4 separate regions of the Mus musculus genome follow, and all the other regions are linked to region 1. The links are chromatin contacts, called in public HiChIP or PLAC-seq and promoter capture Hi-C maps. All regions are on one chromosome and are shown on one strand. Each heading gives the region's core, a stretch centred on a gene start, on an enhancer-like site or on the middle of the called end of the contact. The rest is flanking DNA. Distances are from core to core; before and after follow the strand shown.

Evidence for each region. Promoter capture Hi-C pulls out the DNA fragments that hold promoters and counts their contacts. HiChIP or PLAC-seq counts read pairs in DNA pulled down with a chosen protein or histone mark. Capture Hi-C pulls out chosen DNA fragments and counts their contacts.
Region 2: a contact with region 1 is called in a promoter capture Hi-C map of liver. The contact joins the promoter of Parvg here to the promoter of Rtl6 in region 1. A contact is called at or near these places in 5 of 39 promoter capture datasets (the 3T3-L1 cell line, cranial neural crest, hippocampal neurons and 2 more), 8 of 115 datasets of contacts at active chromatin or transcription factors (the 230-238 cell line, bone marrow-derived macrophages, embryonic basal ganglia and 4 more) and 4 of 9 other capture datasets (adipose tissue, embryonic stem cells, liver and 1 more).
Region 3: an H3K4me3 HiChIP or PLAC-seq map of neural tube shows a contact between it and region 1, with 4 times the contacts expected there. The contact joins the enhancer-like site here to the promoter of Rtl6 in region 1. A contact is called at or near these places in 2 of 39 promoter capture datasets (cranial neural crest and hippocampal neurons), 5 of 115 datasets of contacts at active chromatin or transcription factors (T-cell acute lymphoblastic leukemia, cardiomyocytes, embryonic stem cells and 1 more) and 3 of 9 other capture datasets (adipose tissue, embryonic stem cells and liver).
Region 4: a contact with region 1 is called in a promoter capture Hi-C map of neural stem cells. The contact joins the enhancer-like site here to the promoter of Rtl6 in region 1. A contact is called at or near these places in 3 of 39 promoter capture datasets (the SN4741 cell line, hippocampal neurons and neural stem cells), 1 of 484 Hi-C or Micro-C datasets (muscle stem cells) and 1 of 9 other capture datasets (macrophages).

The regions. Positions count from the first base shown.
Region 1 is chr15:84,556,176-84,559,639 of GRCm38.p6, forward strand. Rtl6 (retrotransposon Gag like 6) reads right to left here and starts at 1,648. Exons shown (of 1, transcript NM_177630.4): 1 at 1-1,648. The coding sequence starts at 1,018. The coding sequence ends at 287.
Region 2 is chr15:84,323,028-84,326,491 of GRCm38.p6, forward strand. Parvg (parvin, gamma) reads left to right here and starts at 1,693. Exons shown (of 13, transcript NM_022321.4): 1 at 1,693-1,804. Gm22890 (a small nucleolar RNA gene) reads right to left here and starts at 325; the gene lies at 182-325.
Region 3 is chr15:84,348,371-84,351,834 of GRCm38.p6, forward strand. No RefSeq gene overlaps it. Among named protein-coding and RNA genes, the nearest start is that of Parvg, 25 kb to the left of the region's middle. Within about 2 kb of position 1,916, at least 35 of the 459 cell types and tissues checked have an H3K27ac peak or open chromatin away from gene starts, as enhancers often do. A contact at or near this core is called in neural tube, where this site is marked.
Region 4 is chr15:84,412,615-84,416,078 of GRCm38.p6, forward strand. The region is part of intron 3 of Shisal1 (shisa like 1); the gene reads right to left. Among named protein-coding and RNA genes, the nearest start is that of Gm46527, 16 kb to the right of the region's middle. Within about 2 kb of position 1,832, at least 44 of the 459 cell types and tissues checked have an H3K27ac peak or open chromatin away from gene starts, as enhancers often do. A contact at or near this core is called in neural stem cells, where this site is marked.

The DNA of each region.
Region 1 (3,464 bases), core at 398-2,897:
TTCCTGGGCAGGCACATGCCCAAGGGGCTGTGTTGTGATTGCTGGAGAAGCTGGGATTGCAAGCAACAGAAAGGGGGAGCATGCACTGAGTCGCGGGTAACGCTAACAAAACAAATACACGCCGCACAGCGGGGTGGGTGACCAATGCCGATGACAGGATGGTCTCCCGTAGACCAGAGAGGCGTGAAGGGTGCCTCAAACAGGGCAAAGCTACTGAATTGACAACTCTCAACAACGGAGTCTAGCTACCTGGGTGGACACAGACTACCAGGGTGGTGGCAAGTCCTTAAAGGTTCCGGCCACGAGAGGGCAAGGCTGGTGCGGGATTGGTCCCGTTGGAGGCTGGATGCACCGGGCAGGATCCTGTGCCAGCTGCGGCCAGTTGGCGACACAACATCTGGCGCTCCCGCTCTCGCTCCCGCACAGCCCTATTGGACGCGGATGTCTTCCGGATTTGTGCTCGCCTTGAGTGCCTCAGCGGGGACTTGTAGGTTCTGCGGAGCTCAGCCAGAAACCCCTGGTAATTGTTTCGCAAAGGGCTGTCTGGTTGCATGTGGGGGATGGCCCACTTCTCCGCCTCCCCAGTCAGACGGGATACCAGGAAGGCCACTCTCTCGGCTTCACCGGGGAAGCGGGAGGCTTGAAAAATCATGAACCTGTCCATCTGCATCAGGAACCCTGCCAACTGTCCAGGGTCTCCTGAGAAGGGTTCAGGCAGTGAGGTGGGTGGCGTGGTCATGGGTCGGGTCCCATTGGAGGTGATGGCAGAGATAGGTGGAGTAATCTGTAGAGCGCCAGGGATGCGCGCTCGGGTGCGCAGCAGAGTTAGTTCGGCCATCACACTCTCCAGCATGTTGGTGAGGTTGGCCTTCTCCGCCCTCAGTGTGGAGGCCTCGCGCCTCAGCGCGGAGTTGGTGAGGCGCAGAGAGGTCAGGGTGTCAACTACGTCATCCATCTGAGCGCTGGCACCAGGGGCAGAGGCTGGGCTTTCAGTTTTGGAGGTCCGAGGTTGGACCATGCTGGCGGCCAAAGTTAAGCCACAGGTACCTGGAGAACCAGAGCGCAAGGCCTTGGATGCTGAAGCAAGCCTGAGGACGCTGGTCCTGTCCTGGATGCAGTTCCTTTCTGCAAGCTTCGCAGGATCAAAGTGTGGGTCGCTGGCTGGACCTGCCCAGGCCCTGAAGGATGCTCGAGCTGGATAGCCCTTGTAGAATGCATAGGCTGGATCTGCCCAGGCCTTACGAGATGCGCGGACCTGCCAGACTTTGCAGGATGCACCTGCCGGAGCTCGGGCTGCGGATGCAGGCACTGACCACCGGTGCCATGCGACCACCCGCGCGTGAACAAAGGCGTCGGCACCTGGGCTGGCCCAGGCTGGGCGGCGTATGTACCTGTCGCTCCGCTGCTCCCTCCGCTGCCAAGATGGCCCGAGGGTCGAGGCCGCGCCCGGCCTGTACGTCACGGAGGCCGCCGGAACTGCTTTCCGGGCAGCGGCGGCGGGGGTGGCAATTCCTGCGGGGCTGGCTTGACCTGGTCCCGGCGCTGCGCTGCGCGGTCACCGCGCGGTCTTTGTGCAGGCGCGGCCAGCTAGACGGCCGCTGGGAACCTGGCAACTGGGCCAGGGCCTGCTGGTTGCCATAGAGACCGCTCGCTCTCGGAGCAGCGGCCGGGACCTTGCCTTCCGGAAGTGACGCACCTGCGCCTTTCTCAACAGCCTATTAGCGAGGAGCTTGGCTTCTGCCAGCTGAAATCTTGGAAAGATTAGCTTGGAAATTAGATAGTCTTGGAAAGATTATCTTCTTTACGATTCCTACCCAGGCCGCTCGCGGAGCCTCTCAGAGACAGTATCTTTTTTTTTTTTTTAAGTGAGATTGATTTTTCTTCCTGTGATTTGAACACCATTCGCATGAACTGTATGATCATGGTAGCAGATCTTGACAAGAAAACTATTTTTTTTTTTTTTTGAGGCAGTCTCCTGTAAACCAGACTGGTCTGGAAAACTCAGAAAGTAGCCAGAAATGACCTTGAACCTCTCCTGCCTCTACATTCCCCGTGGTGGATTGTGGGAATTCAATACTGGCTCTGAACCCACAATGTAGCCAAGGATGACTACGACCCTCTCATCCTTCGGTTGCCACCCCGGGTGTGCTGGGGTTACTTGCTCTGAGTGCCATAGCCCTCCGTGCACAATGTTGAAGGTTAAACCCAGGGCCTCATGCTTGCAAGCATGCCACCACTGAGCTGAATCCCCATCCTTGGAAACGTCTTTCAAAAACAAAGCAGAAACATTACAGTTCCCCTCAGTGTTCTACACGCGCGCGCGCGCGCGCGCGCGCACACACACACACACACACACACACCATCTTGTTCAATAGTCCACCATTTTCCCATTAGTATCCTAATAGGAAACATTGACTTTTGTGCCTTGTAGATGGTCATGTCTCCCTAGTCACATTGAATTTTGAGATTTTCCTAGGGGAGGTAATACAGAAGCATGTCTTTCTATTATTGCCTAGGGCTTCACCGAAAGCCTGTGCTACCTTTTACTCCTGCCTGCCCTCTTGATAGATGGCCAACTTACCTTACACGCTGAATTTTGTGAGCATAGTTTATGTGAGTCTTAGCCCCTTCCTCTGACAGTTGTTCCTCATGGTCAGTTCCATACTGGGATAAACTGGGAGAGACAATACCATCTGTGAAGCCCTCCTATGATGCAGTCTAGCGAGAGTGACTGCAGGTGGGAGACAGACCTGGGGTGGAGATGTGTTCATTCGGTCTATAGATTTTGGTCTTGGAGTGAGGGATTGTGGCTGAGGGTATCCACACTATGAGAGTGTTATAGAATCTAATGCTGTGCTCGTGAGGGGTGGCCCCTGGAAAAAAAATCACACCACACTACAGACCTGGTGTAAGGAGGTTTATCTGGGGGAACAGAGGGGAGTGAGGACATGGAGAAAGGTTAGAAGGAGAAAGACAGGAGTAGAGCCATGGGGGCAGAGAAGGGGGGCAGAGGAGGACAGAAAGGAGAGATAAGCCAGCCAGGAACACATGGGAGTAGAGAGAAATGGAGAAGGGAAGGGAGGGAGAAGGGGAGAGGGAGGGAGAGGAGAGAGAGAGAGAGAGAGAGAGAGAGAGAGAGAGAACTGGGGTAGCCCTGCCAGGCCACCTGCACCTGGTAGCAGGCAGGTGATGACGTAAGCCTTTGCTAGGTTCCAGGAGGAGCCTAGCAGAACTGCCTGTGGTAGGCTAGCAAAAAGAACTCTTGCATTCCCTTGCTCCAGACTGTATATTTTCAGCCATCAAGAACTCTCCAGAGCATGAAGCAAGAGAGGATAGGACAGTGTACCCTCATGCCACTTCTGCAAGGTCTCCAAAATCAGGGGGAGGCAGGGGCTGCTGTCACCTTGACTGAGGCCAAGGAGTTCAAACTCAAACTTGTTCTGGATTGGGCTCCCTCTTCACCC
Region 2 (3,464 bases), core at 443-2,942, 230 kb before region 1:
CCCTCACACACTGGGCTCCACGGTGGTAGGCAGGCTCTGGGTGTCTATGGCCCACCCATGCTGTGGGGCAGAAGTCATGTCGGGGTGGAATGGTGGAATGCAGGTCTCTGTCTTCCTTCTCCCATGCTGTGCTGCCTGGATTTGGTTTGATTTGATTCGATTTGATTTGATTTGATTTGATTTATATGTCCTAGGCATAAAACAGCTGTGGTCACCAAGCCAGGTATCAAGCTAGGGTGCACTAAGGACTGCCATCTGCTCTGCCCCTGACTGATATAAGAACAGCACCAACAACAAGGTGTCTCTTTGCCCAATGCCAGGGGGATTTTCTTTTTCTTTTTTAAAGAGAGTGTCTCATGTACTCTTGAAGTCTAGGCCGGCCTTGAACTTCTGATCCTCCTGCCTCCAGCTTCTGAGAGCTGGATCACACATGTCCTCTCCCATGCCTAGTTTATGAGGTGCCGGGGATTGAACTCGGGGCTTCCTGCATGCTAGACAGACACTCTATCAATTGAGCTCTATTTCCAGCCTCCATCAGGCATTTTGTCATAGGACCAACACAGTCCTTTAAGCAATAACAGCCATCAAAATATGCTCATTGATCCCATTTTGTGCCTGGTGCTATTGTAGGCACTGACTTTTAGTAGTGAGTGGGAAAGATGGGTTCCAACCTGTAGAGCTCCTGGTTTGATGGTGAGACAGCTATCAGGCACCAGCCCATGTCATCAGCTGATCTAGCATGGCTGCACACCGGGTGTGATGGCGCACGCCTTTAATCCCAGCACTCGGGAGGCAGAGGCAGGCAGATTTCTGAGTTCGAGGCTAGCCTGGTCTACAAAGTGAGTTCCAGGACAGCCAGGGCTACACAGAGAAACCCTGTCTCGAAGAAAAGGAAAAAAAAGGATAGTTTTAGCATGGCTGCAAGCCCAAGACCATTGTAAAAGAAAAGGATGTTGTGGAAGACTTCCTATAGGAGGAGGTACCAAAGCTCATGCCAAGAAGGAGTTGTGAGCCATGTGAAGAGTTGAGCAGAGCTTACAAGACATGGGGACAGGCATTGTGACATCAAAGTAAAAGCCTGAGGCACTGGCAGAGAACAGGCAGGTGTTGTGCGGTTTATAGGGAGAGGATGGGAGGGCTGGGGAAGCTGGGGAAAGTAGCTTGTGGGTGCAGAGACTCGGGCTGAGACCTGGAGACTGGCTTTATTTAGGAGCCTTTGGCTGGGTGTAGTGGCTCCTGCCTGTAACTCAGATATGTAAGAGATGGAGGCAGGAGAATCAGGAGTTGAAGGACCACCTCAGCTTGGTGACTTTGAGGTCAGTCTGAGCTACATGAGACTGTCTTGAAGTTAGTCCATCAGCAAGTGAGAAAGCAAGCAAGCTTGGTTGGAGCAAGCAAGCTTGGTTGGAGGGCCGCTCAGAGGGAGGCAGAGGTGCAGGCTGGGCACCATGAGAAAAAGGCAGTGGAGAACACAGTTTGCTGTTGGGGTCCTATCCTTGCTGTTATGTTTCAGACAGTGATTGTCTGGATTGATGGAGAGGCGGGGGCAGGGAGGGAAGTATGAGAGACCCCGTGATGCCATGGAGTCTTGGAAGACTAGGGGCAGGGGTTCTGGCAGTCTTTCAGTGGATTTAGGGTACCTCGCTCATCAGCAACTTAGAGGAGGAAGCTGTCTGCAGCCACCGGGGTGGCAGAGGAAGTGAACAGAAGCCCTGCCTTCCACCTCCGGAACCTGTCTGCGTTGGGAACCTGGTCACCCTCTAAGCTAGTGGGCTCCATTTCCTGATTTGAAAAGAAGCAGCGGGTGAGTGCATCTAATCTTTGGCCTGTGGGGTCCCTGAGCTATTAGAATCTTCTACCTGTTCACATGTCCGGGTAGTGGACCTCAGAGAGGAAGGTGGAGAGGTTCCTTGAATAGAAACCCAGAGGCACATCTCAGCTGGGAGCTCACAGTCAGGGGGATCTGCCAAAGGGGAGCCCCACATCCAGCCACGTTGCTGAGGCCATTGCATCATTTTACTGAGGATCTGTGAGACCCGTCCCCACAGGAAAGCTCTGACTACCTCCCCCACAGCCAGATGAGCAGTTTTCAGACCAGAGCCACTCAGAGCTTTACCGCATGAGAGAAAGCCGAGTTCCCCACCATGAAGAAACTGCTGTTTGGGGCAGGGAAGGAACCCACCTGGGACCGGTCACCAGAGGCAGTTTCAGGTCTATGTGTACTTGGCTGGACACAGGGTCTAGCTTCTCCCTGTAGAGTTGCATCAGAGTCAAAGAGAGAGCGTGCTGGCCTATAGTCACCCAGTCTGAGTAGGAGGAGCTGGCTGGGGCCCAGGCTCCCCACCCCAGCCCAACTCTCTTTTCTCTTGCTCAGTTTGTGGGGTTTGGAACTCATTCCCAGGGGGCTCTGGCCTTTTGCTCCTGGCTTCAGGGTAGGACTCAGTTTCCCAAGGTTCCCAGGCTGTAGCCAGTTTGAGGATGGTGGCTCTCAGCACCGCCCCCCCCCCCCCCCCAGTGCCTCTTCTTCAGCACAACTCTCAGGTTCCTTGTTGTGAATTTCCTTCCAGTTTGACCCCAGACCTCCAGTATCCCAGTGAGCCTGGGAATCCCAGGCTCGTGCAGAGGCTGAACGAGGGACATAAGGGAAGAGTCAAAGGTGGCCATGCGGCAAATGAAACTTCCAGAGGGGAAGTGTGGGCGGAAGAACCAGAAGTAGGTTAGGGAACCAGAAGGGGGCCATTAGCTTCTGAATCTGATCCTTGCTGGGTACGGGCAGGCCTGACAGTGCTCATCACGAAGCTGGCTGTGGGGGATGGGAAGGTGGGGTGGGATGGGACTGCTGGTCTCAGTCTCAGGCCTGACACTGCGCATTGCATTGTGAGGCTGGGGCGGGGGCGGGGAAGACACGACACACTGCTGGTCTCAGGCCCATCACGAGGACGAGGAGGGACTGCTGGTCTTTCACAAGGAGCACGAGCTCTGGGCTTCGTGAGCAAAAGCCCTGACAGACCACACCCCAAGTCTGGGGGTGCGGAGCCAATTGGCGAAAGACTCATTCAAAACTGGAGGCTGGATGGGCCAGCCTCCCTCTGTGAGGCAAGCTAACATGGATTGGGGAACACGTCTGGGTGGCTTTGGCCTTCAGCCTGGTCCACCCCATCTACATCTGGGAGAGTCTGGTCTGTTTTTTACCTGTCTTGGATTCAGGGACCCTGAAGGGATGGATGGACGGCCACTTCACCCCACTGGTGGGTGCTTACCCTCATACAGATTAACCCAGAGCTCCCTTCCCACACTTGTCTGATGCTCTGTGGAAACTGGGGTGCTGACCTGGATGTAGAGAGAGGGTTGAGGTTCCTGGCCAGGCTTCCATGTGCCTGGCTGGCAGGGAACTTGCTTGCTTCCCAAGCTTTTGCCCAGGCTGTGCCCTCAGCCTGTGCGTTTTTAACCTTCCTTGTCGTGAG
Region 3 (3,464 bases), core at 666-3,165, 210 kb before region 1:
AATTCAGTTCCCAGGACCTGTATAAAAATGCCAAGTGTGGTGGTGTATGTTAGTTTTCTGTTGCTATTACAGAATACTTGAGGCTGGGTGATTTATCAAGAACAAAGGGTTGTTTCTTAGAGTTCTGAAGGGTCAACACTCCTGGGTCTTATGGTGGAAGGCAGGTGGGTAAAGAGAGGTATGAACCTTGAAGAGGCAGCCTCGAGCCCTTTTATAATGGGGTGTATGTACTCGGGGTAGGGGGGAACCTCCAGTGACCTAACGCTTCTTCTTAGGCTTCTCTTCCAATGCCTGCATGGGGAGGGGGTGGATTATGTTTCTAGCCTGTTGGCTTCAGGGACAAACTCAGCCCAGAGCCGAGCAGCTGCTATCAGCCTTTACCACAGTGCCAGCCTGCTGTAGGGAGTCTGTACCTTTGGGAGTGGATTCACTTTAAAGAAACAGATCTCTGGGTGTAAAATTCCAAATGGACAGGGTTTCCTTTTTATCTTTTTATTTATTTTTAAGGTTTGCTTTATTTTTACCCATGGCTATGTGTGTCTGTGTGTGGGTATGTTCACATGAGGGCAGTGCCCGTGGCAGCCAGAAGAGGGCGCCAGATCTCCCTGGAGCTGGATTCACAGGCTGTTGGGAGCTGCCCTACTGAGATACTGAGAACAGAACTTGGGCCCTCTAGAAGAGCGTCTCCGTTTGTTTGTTTGTTTGTTTGTTCATTTGTTTAGTATTTATTTTCACCTCTTTGCCCTTCATCCTTTGCTGCTTCTCTTTCTTTAAATTGCTTTTGTGGGATTTTCTTATGGTGTTTTCCAACTTTTAAACTTCACAGCAAGAAGGTGGCCATTCCTCCTCTCTGATTTGCTGGCTGTGCCTTTTTCTATTTGTCTGTTTTCTGTGGTTTTCAATTTATCCTCTTATTTAGACATGTGACCCTGTAACCCTGTGACCCTGAAGAGTCTTGGCATGAGTTTGTACACTCCTCTTGTGTTTTGAGTCTGTGGAGAATTTTGGTTCTGTGGGGTTATGATTTTTACAAAATCTGGGGGGGCTTTGGCCATGATTTCTGCAAACAACTGTTTTTCTGTCACCTTCTCCCTGATTCTTTCTTAATGCCAGGTGAAGTGGCTTTGAACCTTGTCACAGTTGGATGCTGTATTTTTGGTTTTCCTTTGATTTCCGGTGCTGGGGATTAAAGGCAGGGGCTCGCACACACCGCTAGGCCAGTGCTTTATCTGTGCTGTGGCTCCATGCAGCCTTCGATGTGTCTCAGTCTGTCTCCAGTTTTCAAGTCCATCGATCCATCGCTCCTCAGCGCAGTCGCCACCGCTTTTATCCCCACTTTTATCCAACCTGAGATGTCGAGCTCTATCGTCTTGGGAATCCATTTAGGTCATTTAAAATATCCCCGGGTTCTCACCACGCTCACGCTTTCTTCTACCTCCGATGCACCGAGGCCTATTTATACGTGTGTTTAAACACTTCCATCTACTGATCTGTCCTCTGGGATGTTTCTGGGCTTCTCCCCTTTGATCGATTCTTCTGACTATGATTTATGGCTGTCTTGTCAAACAAAATTGCACGCCCAGCAAAAATGTACGTCATGGATTTTATGTCGCGGAGCACTGAGTTTTTTTTGTAATATTTCTTGGGGCCTGTGAGATGGCTCAGTGAGAAAACACAGTGGACAGCCAGCCTCTGGGCTGTGGGGGGCTGCTCTCAAGCACAGCCCTTGCCAGGGAAGTACCCCACCACCGAGTCACACCCTCCCCCTCCCTCATCTAGTCTTTGGAGGCATACAAGGAGTCTGTTTGATGGGTCAAGAGCACATTGGCCTCACCACTGAGACAACACTGACCCAAGCACCCTCCCTGTGGTTGGAGGCTGGCGGGGTGATAAATAGCCTTGCCTGAGCTCTGAGGCTGGGCCGTTTCTGCCTGCATTCTTTTCCCAGCTGAACACTCCAGGGAGATCTCTCCCCTGACCCATGTGGTGAAGGGCAGCGTTTGCTGGCCTTGGCCTCTCCCTGCAGTTCCCACAGATTATGGGGGGAGGGGGCACAGGTTATAGGGAGGACTTGGTGATTTCAATCTCTAAGCCCCACTTCTCTATTTGGGTCCTGACCTCCCGCGGCAGACTCCATCACTTCTGCTTTCCTGGATGAGGGGTTGCTGGTTGGGTCCTCCGTCCTCTACAGTTCCCACCCCTCCCCTACGAGGGCCACCGACCCAGCTCAGCTCTGTGTTGTGCATATGGAGGCCTAAGGACATCCGTGGGTACCTTTCTTCAGTTGCAGTTTTATTTTTTTCTTTTAACTTTATTTTTTTTAGACAGAGTCTCTTTTTTGTTGTTATTGCTGCCTTTGTTTGTGTGTCTATTTTTCAAGACAGGGTTTCTCTGTGTAGCCCTGGCTGTCCTGGAACTCACCCTGTAGACCAGGTTGGTCTCAAACGCAGAGATCCACCTGCTTCTGCCTCTCAAGTGCTGGGATTGAAGGCATGCGCCATTACCACCTGGCTAGGCAGTCTTTAACTGCCTAGGTCTCAGCAGGTAGGCTAGACTGGCTGGCCAGTGAGCCTAGAGATATGCTTGCCTCTGTTCCTCAGTGCCAGTGTTATAAATGCCCATCACCACACCAGCCTTCGAAATCAGATTCTTGGGGCTCTGTGCTGGTTAGTTTTGTCAGCTCAACACAAGCTAGAGTCATCCAGGAAGAGGGAACCACCATTGAGAAAATACACCCACCAGAGTGGCCCGTGGACAAGCCCGTGGAATATTTTCTTAATGATGATTGATGTGGGGGGCACAACCTACTGTGTGGGCAGTGCCACCTCTGGGCTGGTATATCCGGGTGCTATAAGAAAGCAGGCTGAGCAAGCCACAGGGAACAAGCAGGTCAACTGTGGTCCTCTATGGTCTCTGCTTCAGTTCTTGGGTCCCTTGACTTCCCTGAAGGGTGCACTATAATAAGCCCTACGCTGAAACGCACCCTTTCCTCTTCAAGTTGCTTTTGGTCACGGTGTTTCACCACAACAATGGAAAACGTACAGCTGGTTTGAACTCAGGTTCTTATGCCTATGAGGTCACGGCTTTAACATGTGGGTCATCTCCTGGTCTCCATGCTGAGCCGTCTCTAACTATGTGACTCAACAGTGCTGAGTTCATTCATGTCACTGAAGGACCATGGCCACCCTCTCCAGATTCTTCCCACATAGAAACCATCCTTATTGGGTAATAGGCTACTTCCTCTTGACTCAATTCGTCTTCACTCTCCAGAGCCTGGCTTCTGTTGGGGTGCTGTTCAAACTCCTCACCTCCAAATCAGGGCTTACTGTCCCTGCCCCCTGCCTCCGGCTTCCCTGCCTTGCTCTCTTTGATCTACCCTCATACTTGAGATCTGTGGTCCGTTCTTTCCAACCTGGGCACCAAAACCCATTCTTCTCTTCATCCCACACTCTCTCTTCTTGCAC
Region 4 (3,464 bases), core at 582-3,081, 140 kb before region 1:
GGAGGAGCCTCTTGGGGGGCGGGGTGTCACACTGGCTTGAACCATTGGGCGGGGCCTGAGATTCTGGATCTCCAGCCTCAGGAGATGGGGCAACTTCCCTGGCTTCAGACAAGGCCCAGCCTCCTGCCCTGTGGCTGAATGACAGATCAAGGGTGTCTGTGTCCCCAGCCTCAACCCTTGCCAACTTGCTGGGGTCCAGGACAAGGGAACCTCATCCACATGTTTTTGGTCCCTCTCTTCTCCCTCCCAGAGAGTCTGAGGCTGAGTGAGTCAGGGTGGCTGTGACTTTGGTATGGCAAAGGTCCTAAATGGTAGTGAATCCACAAGTTGTCTCCATACGGTGAGTCTACCCTACAGTAACAGTGACTTTCTTTGGCCACATTTCAGGCTGTCATCCCGACTTCTGACTCCCAAAGATTCACCTCTTGTCACCTCTCTATAACTGAGTCCACCTGGAAGCCAACCCCTGCTATAGGTCCCTGGGCCTGGGTTCTCTCCACAAAGCCCCTGAGCCTGGAAACTGGACAGAAGGCTCCCACTGCCCCTCTGTGTGGCTTGATTCCCTCCCAAGCCACATTCTGGCTTTTGTGGACTGATCAGGTCCCCAGGGTCCTCGTCCCAATAGCTTGCTCTATGATACAAATGCCGCTTACAGCTTTCAGGATAGAATTCCTATCCCAACCAATTGGGAGTTCCTGCCTCTGGCTGGGAAGCCCCGCCCCTGGCTGAGAAGCCTTGCCCCTGGCTGGGAGGCCCCGCCCTTGGTTGAGAACCCCCCACACCACCCCACCCCCTGACCTTGTCTAGGAAGCCCTGTCCCACCTGGGAGGCCAGGCCTAACCCAGTCTCATCCATGTCCACTCCTCCTCTGCAAGGAGTCTGCCCAGAGTTACTCATTCCGACTTCACTTCTAGGTCTGGCTGCCTCGGCTCCCTTAGAAGGAGTGCTGGCTTGGTGGTGAGACAGCAGGGCCCAGCTGTATCACCCTACGGAGAGGGAGTATCAGGAAGATGGCTAGACGCTTGCTTACAAAGGAAGATGCCCTAGGTCAGCAGGCCCCACATCTGTCAAGGGACACTGGTGTCAGCGGGGTGGGTGTGGGTTGGTCCTTACATCTGACAGGTAGAGGCTGGAATAGTCCCGCCCAGGCCCAGGTGATCTCACAGTGAAGGAGGACCAGACCCTAACATCAGAGTGCCTTCCTGAGCCTCCCTCTAAGGTCTGCCTCTGCCAGAAGACTCTCCAGAGTTCCTAAGGTGGGGTCTCCAGAGCCCTAGGATGTCTGAGATTCCCCACTGTTCTCCTGTGTCAAACCAGCTAGCTGTGGCTGTGAGTCCCTGTGACCAGCACGGCAGGATAGACAGCACAGAGACTCACAGATGCCTTGTCCCGCCTGGAGTGCTTCCGAAAGCCAAGGATTAAAAACTCAACGAAGCTTCAGAGCATCACCATTCCCACTCCCTCTGGGGGAAGGCCCTGGGTATTGGCAGCCAGCAGCAACAGCCAGGCCCCTGTGCCTGCTTTGTGGGAAACCCTGTGGGAGCAGATTATAGAAACCTGTGGGCTTCTAAGGGAGGCTCCCAGACCCCAGGTGCCAGACCTCGAGGAAGTCTATTTGTGGGGGGCCCAGCCTCTGCCTGGCTTTTCCAGGGCACCTGTAGCACGCTGAGTCTCAACCCCAGTCCTGGCACTACCCTTCCCCCATCATGGAAACAGCCCCTGGTCTCACAAAAGGCTTAGGCCAAATTCCAGGCTTGGTTCCAGCCCCTGCTATGATGGACGGGGCTTGCTGAGCCACTTCACACACAGGATTATTCAGAGGCCCAAGCAGATGGCAGGATATTCAGGGGAAGCTCCGTGCAGCTGAGAAAGGAGCTCTCAGGAGCTGGCCGGGGTGGGAGGAGGAGAGGCTTGGATGATAGTCAGAGAGTCTGCATCTCCTGCCCACCCAAAGGAAAGAGGCACCTTCTCCAGAGGGAACGGAGTCTGGTAGCAAAGTCTCAAACTCCAGAGGCAGACGGAGCTAGAGGCTCAGTTCCTCAGCCCTGTTGCTCCCGGCACTGCCATAATCCTTATCAAGAGCCACTCCATAATATTCCCTTTCAGTCCATTGTTCCTACCATGGGAAATCCTTCAATCCCCAGGGCAAGAGGTGAAGCCTCCCATAATGTAGGGATAATAAGAATGCCTGACTGTTGGCATGTTTTAGAAACACTAGCCTATGCAGTTGGAAAAGGAAAACCAACCAACCAACCAACCAACCAACCAACCAACCAACCAAAAGCAAACAGAACCAAGAACAACAAAAAGCTAGGGAAGCAGGGGCACGTGGATCTCTGTGAGTTCAAGACCAGCCTGGCCTACAGAGAGAGTTCCAGGACAGCCAAGGCTGCTCAGAGAAAACCCCAACTGGAAAAACCAAACCAACCAATAACCGAACAAAAGCCAGAAACTGTGAAAGTAAGGCTGGCATCAGGACTCAGGAGGCTGTGTGCAAGTGCGCAAGTTCAGGGCCACCCTATGAGCTCCTGCCTCACGAGCAAGGAAGGGGGATATGGGGCTATTTCTCCCCAGTGGCATAACTGGAAACAAGAGAGAATCGATCAAAAAGGTGTTACAAAAACTGAGGACAGAATTCATGAATAAAGACTCCTAATTTTTGATCATCCATAGTCAGAAGGGTAAAAGGAAGAGAGGCTATTTCTGAGAGCAGCGTTGAAAAGAGCAAGCTAGAAACAAACGCGGACGTCACCCACGTCTTCCCTACATAGAAAACCAAAAGCATTACAAAAGAAAACCCGAAGGGCTGGGGATAGCTCAGTGGTGGAACACTTGCCTAGAAAATTTGAATCAAATGAATAAACAGGCTGTGTGTGTGTTCTTGGGTGGAAACAGTCAACACCAAAAACTGAAAAAGAAACGATATCACCAAAAGTTGATCCTTATGTGAAGCTAGCTGCAGTAGAGGATACCAGTCAGACTAATTGGTTTTGTTCTGATAGGGCCCGCAGAGCAGGAGGATCACATAAGCAGGTTCTAAAACTCAGGGTCTAAAGAGCCTGGGACAATTAAACCCCAGAAACACGAAGTCAGCCTGGGAGTCAGCAACTCACACAGTGTAACACTAGCGTATGACATGGCCTTCCAGCAAAGGCCAGAGAGCTATGACACTCTACCCTGGGGTTCACGTGTGGCACATTATAGCACAGGGTGAGCGTGAGTGTCACGCCAGTAGACAGAAAGAAGGCAGACAGTTCGGCAGGAACAAGGGGCTTTGTTGGTCTTGGTCTTTGAAGGTGGAATGTTGCTCACAGGCTCCAGTGCTTGGACACTGGCCTCCAGATAGTAGCGCTGTTAGGGAAGGCTCTGTGTAACCATTAGGACAGGGAGCCTTGCTGGAAGAAGTGAGTCACCAGGGGCTGGCCTTGAGTCCTTATAACCTGGACCCCATTCCTCTTCATTCC